3 separate regions of the Sus scrofa genome follow, and regions 1 and 3 are each linked to region 2. Evidence: chromatin contacts called from public HiChIP or PLAC-seq data. All regions are on one chromosome and are shown on one strand. The core of a region is the stretch at or near the end of the contact, and the rest is flanking DNA. Distances in the headings are between cores, read along the strand shown.

Region 1 (3,367 bases), core at 612-3,111, 240 kb after region 2:
CATATTATAGTCATTAGCATTTTTCAATAAAGTTGCTACATTGCTCCCTTTAAAGATATTCAAGGGACTCCAAATACAATAGTGATTTTATAGCCACAACCAGCCATTTTAAAAATAAATAAGTGAAGGCTGTTCAGGTCCCAAAGTCAACGGTGCCACAGATTTAAGAAGAGACAAAGAAATAGCGTGAGGATCAGGGGTCTAACGCCTGATCATGATTTTTATTTGCTATTTTTTGCTTCCTTGTACATACAGAATCACATATGTCATTTACACTGTTACTGATCAAGGCTACAGATATGCAAGGCACAGACCCTTTGTGTTCATAGATGCTATAAATGATTAACCCTCCAGAGAAAGATTATATTGTTTATGCTTAAGGCTATTACACCCTTTCCTCCAGCTCCCTTTAGGTTCTGGTCACGAGAACAAGAATGTCAATGACAACATCTGGAGTATTTGGCAACTTGCTTTCAAGAAGCCACTCCTAGGATGGACATTTCCCATCTCACTCCCTTTCCCCCAGGGGTTTGGGAAAGTCTTAGATATTTTGCAAGCCTAGATTAGCAGTCATTCTTCAAGTACTATCTAGTTTCTTTGATTCACTGTGGCCTGTATACATTTATATCTGGCAAGCCTCCAACAAAGGCTCTTCTTTAATGGAGCATTTAAGAATGCGCTTCTTTGATATATTTTCCTTTTGCCCTTTGAATTCTTATTTCCAGTCCCCTGGGATGAAATAGCAAGTGCCAAAGTCCTAGTGTCTTTTTTTGTTGTTGTCTTTTTGCCTTTTCTGGGGCCGCTCCCATTGTTGCGGAAACTGCAAAAACGGTGGCAGTGGAAGGAGACAAACAGCACTCGGAGATATGGAAAACCAAGGTTTATTCAGCACCAGTGCGGCCTCAGAGGAGTCACCTCCAGAGTCTGAGCACCAGGTCTTTGTTCTCAGTAACTTTTATACACTACAAGGTCTTGTTTTTCCCATGTAAGCATCCGGGACCTCCCCCCATCCCCAAGCAGACAGTGTTCCTCCCTAAGAAACTGAGCAAGCAAGGTTACAGAAGCAGAACTGATAAGCAATGCTGGGTACCTGATTAGCAGGGCTGCTGGCTTGGACAGAGGGCACACAGTTGTGACATTATTACAAGAAGGGTGGCATAGTGATGAGCACAGCTGGAAGGGCTTGCAGCTGCCTTCTTAGCCAAGGGGGGTTTGTTCTTTAGTTAAAACTCCATTTCACCATGGTATATGGAGGTTTCCAGGCTAGGGGTCCAATCGGAGCTGTAGCCACCGGCCTACACCACAGCCACAGCAACGCAGGATCCGAGCCTCATCTGCGACCTACACCACAGCTCACGGCAATGCGGGATCCTTAACCCGCTGAGCAAGGTCAGGGATTGAACCCTCAACCTCATGGTTCCTAGTCGGATTCGTTAACCACTAAGCCACGATGGGAACTCCCCAGGGCCTTTTCTTTCCACCTCTTCACAAGGTAGTTTCCTAATACAGTATGTCTTTAAGCTTGTAAGTCTGTCATTTATCACTATCTTGCGTTTCTGCCAGTATGTTTTTTTTTTTGTCTGAAATCATAGTCCCTGGTGTTAAATTTTTTTCCAGGATTGAGTTGTTGTTAAAATTAATAATAGCACATAACTGGTCAAAAAACATAATTATTATCTATTCTATGGTAAACAACAAATGGTGTCTTTACAGATGTTAATTACTAAATCTTTCCTGAATTGTAATCGTTCTTTGCAAATTAGATCACATGCATGTGGATGACTCTTACTGCTAGATTGAGACAAGATTGAGCAATAGTCTTCCTATTTTTTTTCATTTTGAAGTAAGAGTTTTAACTAAAGAAACACCCCTCCCCCGACGCCACCCCTGCCTGAGGAGGCAACCACCCGCCTGTCAGCAGCTTTGCTCCCCACATACCACCCTTCCTGTAAACTTGTAGCAACTGTGTACCTAATGTCCTTGCCAGCAGCCCTGCTAACCCTGCACCAAGCACTGCTTGTCAGTTTTGCTTTTGTCGTCTTGTTTGCTCCCTTTCTTAGGCAGGAACTCTGTCTGGCATGGGGGAAAGCCGGGACTGCTTGAACAGTAGGGAAAAACCTTAAGACCGGGAGGTCTGTGTTGTATAAAAGCACCAGAACAAAGACCTGGTGCTCAGACTCTAGAGGCAACTCCTCTGAGCTCGCACAGGTCCTAAATAAACCTGGCTATTCTGCATCTCCGAGTGCCCTTTGTGTCCTGCTGCCACAGTTGCTGCAACAATTTTAATGACAGTGCTTTTTCTCATAAACAGGTGCGTCAAAGGATTTTATTACAGCACTGTCACTCTTTGAAGTTCTTCAAAAGTTTTCTGAGTTATATGTCACATTTTCTCTTTGGTGAACAACCTTCTCCTTGTCCTCCTGGCAGAGACTTTCTAATTCTTCAGAACTAGTCTCGGGAATTCCCGTCATGGCACAGAGGAAACAACTCTGACTAGTATCCTTGAGGATGTGGGTTCGATCCCTGGCCTCAATAAGTGAGTTAAGGGTCCGGTGTTGCCGTGAGCTGTGGTGTAGGTCACAGACTCGGCTCAGATCTTGCAGGGCTGTGGCTGTGATGTAGGCCGGCAGCTACAGCTCCAATTTGACCGCTAGCCTAGGAACCTCCATATGCTGCAGGTGCAGACCTAAAAAGCAAAAAAAAAAAAAAAAAAAAGGGGGGGCTAGTCTCAAGCTCCTCCTTTTTAATGCCTCCCTTTCTTGACATCTCCAGGAGAGACCTTCCCTTCCTCTTTCCCCGTTTTTCCTTCTCTCCCCTGTGCCTGCTTTTCCTCATGCCTCACCTCAGTTTTAAGACTAGCCTCATCCCATGCCTTTAGATTTTTACATGGTTTTCCTCCCTCCCCGGCCACCTTCTCCAGGGGACTCTGAGCTCCTTAAGAGCTCCTAGGCGTCATGACAGTGCCCATCCCATCATGGTCACTCAGTTAAAAACCTGTTGAAGGTGATATGTGTGGGGAACTTGAAAGAAAGCCGAGAGAAGCAGGAAGTGGGTGCAGACAAATGCGAGAGGACAGGGACTGGAATGCCAGCGTGCGGTGTGAGTGTTGGCTGGTGTCTGGGTTTCTCTGTGGAGGGGACGCATGAAAAAGGGTCTGTGTGAACAGTACAAGTGTTAACAAGTGGGTGAATGTGGGCTTGTGTGAGTGAAGTCTTCTGTGCAAGGATGTATGAAAGGGAGTTTGTGTGACCGGGGAGTCTGTGAGGCTCTTTGGAATGACATTCGGAGGGTTGAGGGAGGAAGTGTGGAAGGAACATATGTAAATTTCTCAGATCACTCACAGTTTTGGCCAGCCTCAGATCTCCTA
Region 2 (3,041 bases), core at 192-2,691:
CAGTGAGGCAGCACAGGGTGCTCCACTAGATCAAAGGTTGCTCCTCTGGAAATCCTGGCCATTGGGTTCACAGCTTAAGAAATGGCTTTGCAGCCAAATTCGGAGTGTGGCAAATTCTTCAGGACTCCAGACTCGATTTTTCCTGACTACCCAATGGCATGGGAAGAAAAAAGGGAAGAGGGTGGGGAATATTCTAGTGTGAAAGAAATACGAAACAGATCTAAGTCATGTAAAAACTTTATACAGTGTTTCAAATAAACCTATAGTAAGAAAGATTGTTTTAGGTATTTGAAGAAATTTTATGAAGTTGGATTTCATAATTTTGTTGGGTATGTTAATGGCATTATGGTTATGTGATAGAATAATTTCTTCTTTTTAGGTGCCTAATGAAGTACTTAGTGACATCAGGACTTAAAACTTGGATTTGCTTTAATATATCCTCACTTAAAAAAAAAAAAACTATTGGAGTTCCCGTCTGGCTCAGTGGTTAACGAATCCGACTAAGAACCATGAGGTTGCGTGTTGGATCCCTGGCCTTGCTCAGTGGGTTAAGGATCTGGCATTGAGGTGAGCTGTGGTGTAGGTTGCAGATGCGGCTTGGATCCAGCATTGCTATGGCTCTGGCGTAGGCTTGGCAGCTACAGCTCCCATTCGACTCCTAGCCTGGGAATCTCCATATGCCTCGGGTGCGGCCCTAGAAAAGGCAAAAAGACAACAAAAACAAAACTATTGATGAAACAAGTATGGCAAAATATTGATGGTTATTGAAGCTGAATAATTGGTATCTGGGGGTTTGTCATACTCTATTTTTGGGTATATTTGGAATTTTTATAAAAATTTAACAAGAGAAAATTTAATATTTTATATAAAATATGGGATTTATGGGAGAAAGTCCGCTTCAAGAGAACTGTTGCGCCATCCAGTTTGGCCAGCAGAGGGCGGTGTGTTGCTCCATTAAAACAGGTCGGGAGACGACTGCTGCATGCTGCTCCATCCTGTCTCTTCGAGAGGAGACTGTTCTTTGGGTCATCCAGATTCTCCAGCAGAGGGCAGTGTGTAGCTCCATCCCGGCTGGCGGTGAAGATCTGTGTCTCCATCAAAACTGCCCTGGACGAGTTACCGTTTGTGGCTCTGTGGTAACGAACCCCGGCTAGTATTCGTAAGGACGCGGTTCCATCGCTGGCCCTGCTCAGTGAGTTGGGGCTGTGGTGTAGGTCGCAGACGTGGCTTGGATCTGGTGTTGCTATGGCTGTGGTGTAGGCTGGCAGCTGCAGCTCGGATTTAACCCCTGATCTGGGAACTGCCGTATGCAGCAGGTGCGGCCCTAGAAAGACAAAAACAAACAACAACAACAACAACAAACCCACCTGGCTTGGAGAGAGCTGTGTATTGCACTATCCTCGCCGGCAGAGGGCAGTGTTTCACTGCATTCAGGCCAGCCAGGAGCTTGATATGAGTCAATCCATCAAAACAGACCAGACGGCTGGTTATTGCTCCATCATAACGGACCGAGAGAGGGCTGAGTGTCTATATCGTGACCGAGCTGCAGAGGGCAGTGAGTTTTTCCATCAAAACAGATTGGGAGAGGGTTATGTAACACTCCATCAAAAGTGACTGAAAAAAAAATATATATGACAGTGGGTAGTTTCCTCTGTGGCAGTGCCTCAGCAGCTCCAGGAGATAGGTTTGATCCACAGCAGGCACAGTAGGTGAAATGGTCTGGCACCATAGGTCGCAACTGCAACTTGGGGGAAAAAAACGAATTCTGATTCGTTATGTTTTCTTACTTCCCAGCCACCGCGATGCAGTTAGATTTTACCAGTATCTAGCTGCAGGAATGCAGCTCTGTTTTACTGTATCCCAGCAGCCAGGTTGAATAAACGAGGAACAGCCGAGAGAAGTAGGCATTGCTGGATAACCAGCCCAGGTGTTTTCTTTTGTTGGGCTGGTCCGTGTCTCAGGGGACATGTCACAAGCTGGATTTGATCCAGAATCAGCAATGCCGACAATAATGTTAACACCGCTGGGGTTTTATTTTGTGTTTGAAGTCAGTCTGTCCTCTGGCTCTGATTCATATCTCTGGAAAGTTCTATTCTCACACATGGAGTTTCATCCTTGACATGAGATGTCCCTGTCATCTGCTATCCTGCAGAGCACCTTCACAGTGGTCGATTTCTTTTCTTTCTTTCTTTTTTTTTTTTTTTTCTTTTTTGCCATTTCTTGGGCCGCTCCCGCGGCATATGGAGGTTCCCAGGCTAGGGGTCGAATCGGAGCGGTAGCCGCCAGCCTACGCCAGAGCCACAGCAACGCGGGATCCTAGCTGCGTCTGCGACCTACACCACAGCTCACGGCAACACCGGATCCCTAACCCACTGAGCAAGGGCAGGGATCGAACCTGCAACCTAATGGTTCCTAGTCGGGTTCGTTAACCACTGCACCACCACGGGAACTCCCCGATTTATTTTCAAGAAAGTATCTCAGATTTCTCTTTTCTCTTCCAGCTGCCCCTTTGGCCTTGTTAACTGCTGAGCCACTAAGGGAACTCCCTTAATTTTGTTGTACAACAATTTGAAAGTCTGATTTCAAGTCTAATTTGTCTAAATTCTTGGCCTCTAAACACTGCTGTAACTGAAAAAGTTGCAGGGCAAAAATATGTAGCTCCAAATGGAAGAAGTCTATTGTTGGAGTGCTTATAATGGGGGACCTGACCAAATCCAAGTGGGAAACTTACAAGATTGAAGGCAGTGTAGTGTCATCACAGGGTGGACCTTCTCCCGACCTCCTTCTTCGTCCTTACTGCCAAAGCCCCTGTACCTCACTAAATCCTGTTACACAAATATTTAACTATAATCCAGGTATAAGCAGTTCCCAAAAGACCCCAATTTTCTGTAAAACAATACGTCAATGTTTATATTTAACTCTTAATAAACATATTTTTTGAAAACTCACAGCTGAACACAAATATGTACTAAGGTCTTTCTCCTGATTAAGATACTCCAGGGAGCTAGGAGCTTCTGAGCACTAGAGAAGTGGTCCCCAAA
Region 3 (3,038 bases), core at 48-2,547, 160 kb after region 2:
AGTAACTTAGCAGAAGTTGCACAGTTCATATGCGACAGTTAAAAATCTTAACATAGTGTAAGCACCTAGCTGCACCTTCCTTTCCCACTTGCTCAAACATGATCTTTTTACTGCTTACAGAATAAAATATTTATCTGCCACATAATTTGCTTTACCTGCTTTTTTAAAATTTTTATTTTAACATTTGCTCCTCTTTTTACCTTCTCTCCAGCAAGACTGGTGCTCCTCAGTAGTCACCTTATGTTATCTTTTATGCATGTCACATCTCCAAAATTAGACCTAATAAATTTCTAGAACATGGACCTCCTCTTTGTCCAACCTTGTGCACCTGAGGCACGAAGTGATTATGGTCAATAACTCACTTGATCTTTCCTAAAACCCTCCAATCCAGGTATTGCTATTATCAGCACTTTACAGATGAAGAAATCGAGCCCCCCAAAGCTGACTTGTTAAGGAGTAAATACTCTGTTCGATTTTTTCTTTCTTAAGCATTTACTGTGTGCCAGGCACCAGCACCAAGAGAGAAGACAGAGGAAGGGGAAGATGAAAAGACACGGTTTCTTTGTCTCCAGATGCTGATATTTTGGTGGGAAGAAGCAGCAGTTATTCCCAACTCCGACGAATTCTCAAAGTCTATGGACCACGGACTCCTCTGGAAACGATGGTTTCTACTGTGCCAAAGAATGTCATCCAGCCTTTCCTTCTCATTTTATAGACGGTGAAGATGTTAGTGCCCAAGGCCAATCAGAGGCAAAAGGAGACCAGATTTCTGGTTTTGACTCCCAACTATTTCAATTGAACACTGGGCTATAAACTAATCTACTAAGTAAAATAGTCAACCGGCTTGTTCAGATCTCTACACAATTGGTCCAGCCGCGGGAACTCTGTGAGGACAGGGGTAGGTTTGTAATGGGTTCTGTGGTTTGGGCGTCAGCATACAGAGTTGTTCGCATCAAGCGTTACCAGCTACCTCACAGGAAGAGAAAGAGAGGATCAGAACCACATGACACACTCAGTTCCGGAAAGTGTCAGGAACTGACACCTGTGAAAATACCGTACGGGGATATTTCAACTTCCTGGCTCCAGCAAGGACGCAGGAACACTCACCTGAAGAAGCCCAGTGCCGCACCGACCGGAAGTTCCTTTGCCCCCAACAAAGAGGGCGCCGGTCACATGAGCCAATCAGATTGCTGTACGTAAGGCACCACCCCCCCTCCATCCCCACCCTGTCGTTTCCGCCCAGTTCTCTGAAGTAGCCAATCAGTACAGCTCTGAGCTTGGCGTGCGTCTGACGTCAGAGGCGGGGCGGTGGCTAGTTGGAATTTTGGCGGGTCTGGTTGTAGAAAGGGAAGAGTGCGGAGCCTGGTAAGAAGCTGGCGTCCATAGGTTGAGGGGCGGGTTGAAGGGTTAGCCACGCGCCTCAGTAGGAGAGTTTAGCAAGCTCCGAAGGCGGAAGGCCCGGAGTCTTAGGGGCGCCCAGGTGGGCGAGACTGGAATTGGGTAAGCGCGGGGGCGGCCTGGGCAGAGCGCGGGGCTGGCGCGGGCTGGGAGGCGCAGTGGGCGCTGGGTTTGGAGCCGCGAAAAATGAGGGGGTTGGGGGATTGCGTGGACTTGCGAAATGCATCTTGAGGTACAGGCGTCCGGCCGCCATGCTGTTTAAGGGTCCAATTTTTCTTTTTTAGAGGCAACCTTTTAAACTCTTGCTAAATGCGTGGCGGTTGGGCTTTCTCTTATTCACTCGTTCATTTGCTTAATTGATGATTTGCTAACAGTTAATGAATGCGTGCCATGTGCAGCGCTACAAATACCCATCACTTCTTAAAGAAGATAACAGCTAACAAACAGCTAACAAACAGTGGAATTGTAGGATGAGGGGAGAGGATGTCAGGGGCCTGGTCAGATAGGGTGGCCTGGAAAAGCTGAGAAAAATTGATAGTTAAGCAGAGCTTGAGGGATGAGAAGTTGCTGGAGGAGAGCTTTGCAAAGAACCTGAGGTCTGAAAGCACCGCTGAGTTGGAGAAATTGAAAGCAGACTAATCTGGGTGGAATGTCTTTTGGGACATGGGTAGAGTTGGGGGAATGACCCCTGGAAAAAATGAGGAAGTAGAACTAGGCAGGAGAGAGCCTATCCATTGCCTCATAGGCTCCGTAAATTTTCTTTTCAGGGCAGTGGGAAAATCGTTAAAGAAATCATATGAAGGGACTACCACGATCTGGCTTATGTTCCTTAAAGATTGCTAAGGAAAGAAAAAATTAACTGTAGATGTTGTATAGAGGATAGATTACAGAGGGGCAGAGAGACCAATACAGGTAGTTAATACAGTAGTCTAGGCAAAAGATTGATGGTGGCTTGGGCTAGGCTTTTGGCAGTGAAAGTGGGGAGAAGTAGGAGATGTGAGCAATATTTTGGAGATAGAACCCATAACATGTCATATGGGCCTAGATGTGAGGTGAGGAACAGTGCATGGGTTTGTCTGGTGGGAAAAGGGATTAGTTATAGAAATGAACAAGACAGTCTACTCCTACCAAACCCTCAAGAAGCTCACAATCCAGCAGAATCCCTAGTAGACAGCACAGCTCAGGGCACATGAGGGGTCCGTGGAAATATTTGTTGAATAAGTGAAAAGAAAGCACCATAATTAACACTTGATAGTGGACTTACCAAGGACACACACACACGTCTTTTTAGGGCTGCACCTGTGGTATATGGAAGTTCCCAGGCTAGGAGTTGAATCCGAGCTGCTGGCCTACACCACAACCACAGCCAATGCCAGATCCGAGCCACATCTGCAACCTACACCACAGCTCATGGCAGTGCCAGATCCTTATCCCACTGAATGAGGCCAGGGATTGAACCTAAATCTTCATGGATACCAGTCAGATTCATTTCCACTGAGCCATGGCGGGAACTCCCTCTTGCAGTTTTAAAAGTCATTTTAAATGAAAAAAGGAAAGTGCACAGAATAATATGAATTCGTCCTAATTAGCTATGCCAACTGTTTGCTTTGCTAACTAGTTTGAATTGAAAACTTGATGTG

What was found. HiChIP or PLAC-seq counts read pairs in DNA pulled down with a chosen protein or histone mark.
Region 1: a contact with region 2 is called in an H3K27ac HiChIP or PLAC-seq map of alveolar macrophages. The contact joins two enhancer-like sites. A contact is called at or near these places in 2 of 47 Hi-C or Micro-C datasets (embryonic fibroblasts and liver) and 1 of 2 datasets of contacts at active chromatin or transcription factors (alveolar macrophages).
Region 3: an H3K27ac HiChIP or PLAC-seq map of alveolar macrophages shows a contact between it and region 2. The contact joins the promoter of MCM10 here to the enhancer-like site in region 2. A contact is called at or near these places in 2 of 5 promoter capture datasets (fetal liver and liver), 6 of 47 Hi-C or Micro-C datasets (embryonic fibroblasts, epiblast stem cells, liver and 3 more) and 1 of 2 datasets of contacts at active chromatin or transcription factors (alveolar macrophages).

What each region holds. Positions count from the first base shown.
Region 1 is chr10:48,441,700-48,445,066 of Sscrofa11.1, reverse strand. No RefSeq gene overlaps it. Among named protein-coding and RNA genes, the nearest start is that of UCMA, 17 kb to the left of the region's middle. Within about 2 kb of position 1,861, at least 8 of the 83 cell types and tissues checked have an H3K27ac peak or open chromatin away from gene starts, as enhancers often do. A contact at or near this core is called in alveolar macrophages, where this site is marked.
Region 2 is chr10:48,678,796-48,681,836 of Sscrofa11.1, reverse strand. No RefSeq gene overlaps it. Among named protein-coding and RNA genes, the nearest start is that of OPTN, 110 kb to the right of the region's middle. Within about 2 kb of position 1,441, at least 22 of the 83 cell types and tissues checked have an H3K27ac peak or open chromatin away from gene starts, as enhancers often do. A contact at or near this core is called in alveolar macrophages and embryonic fibroblasts, where this site is marked.
Region 3 is chr10:48,522,180-48,525,217 of Sscrofa11.1, reverse strand. It overlaps MCM10 (protein MCM10 homolog), which reads left to right and starts at 1,297. Exons shown (of 20, transcript XM_021064865.1): 1 at 1,297-1,365.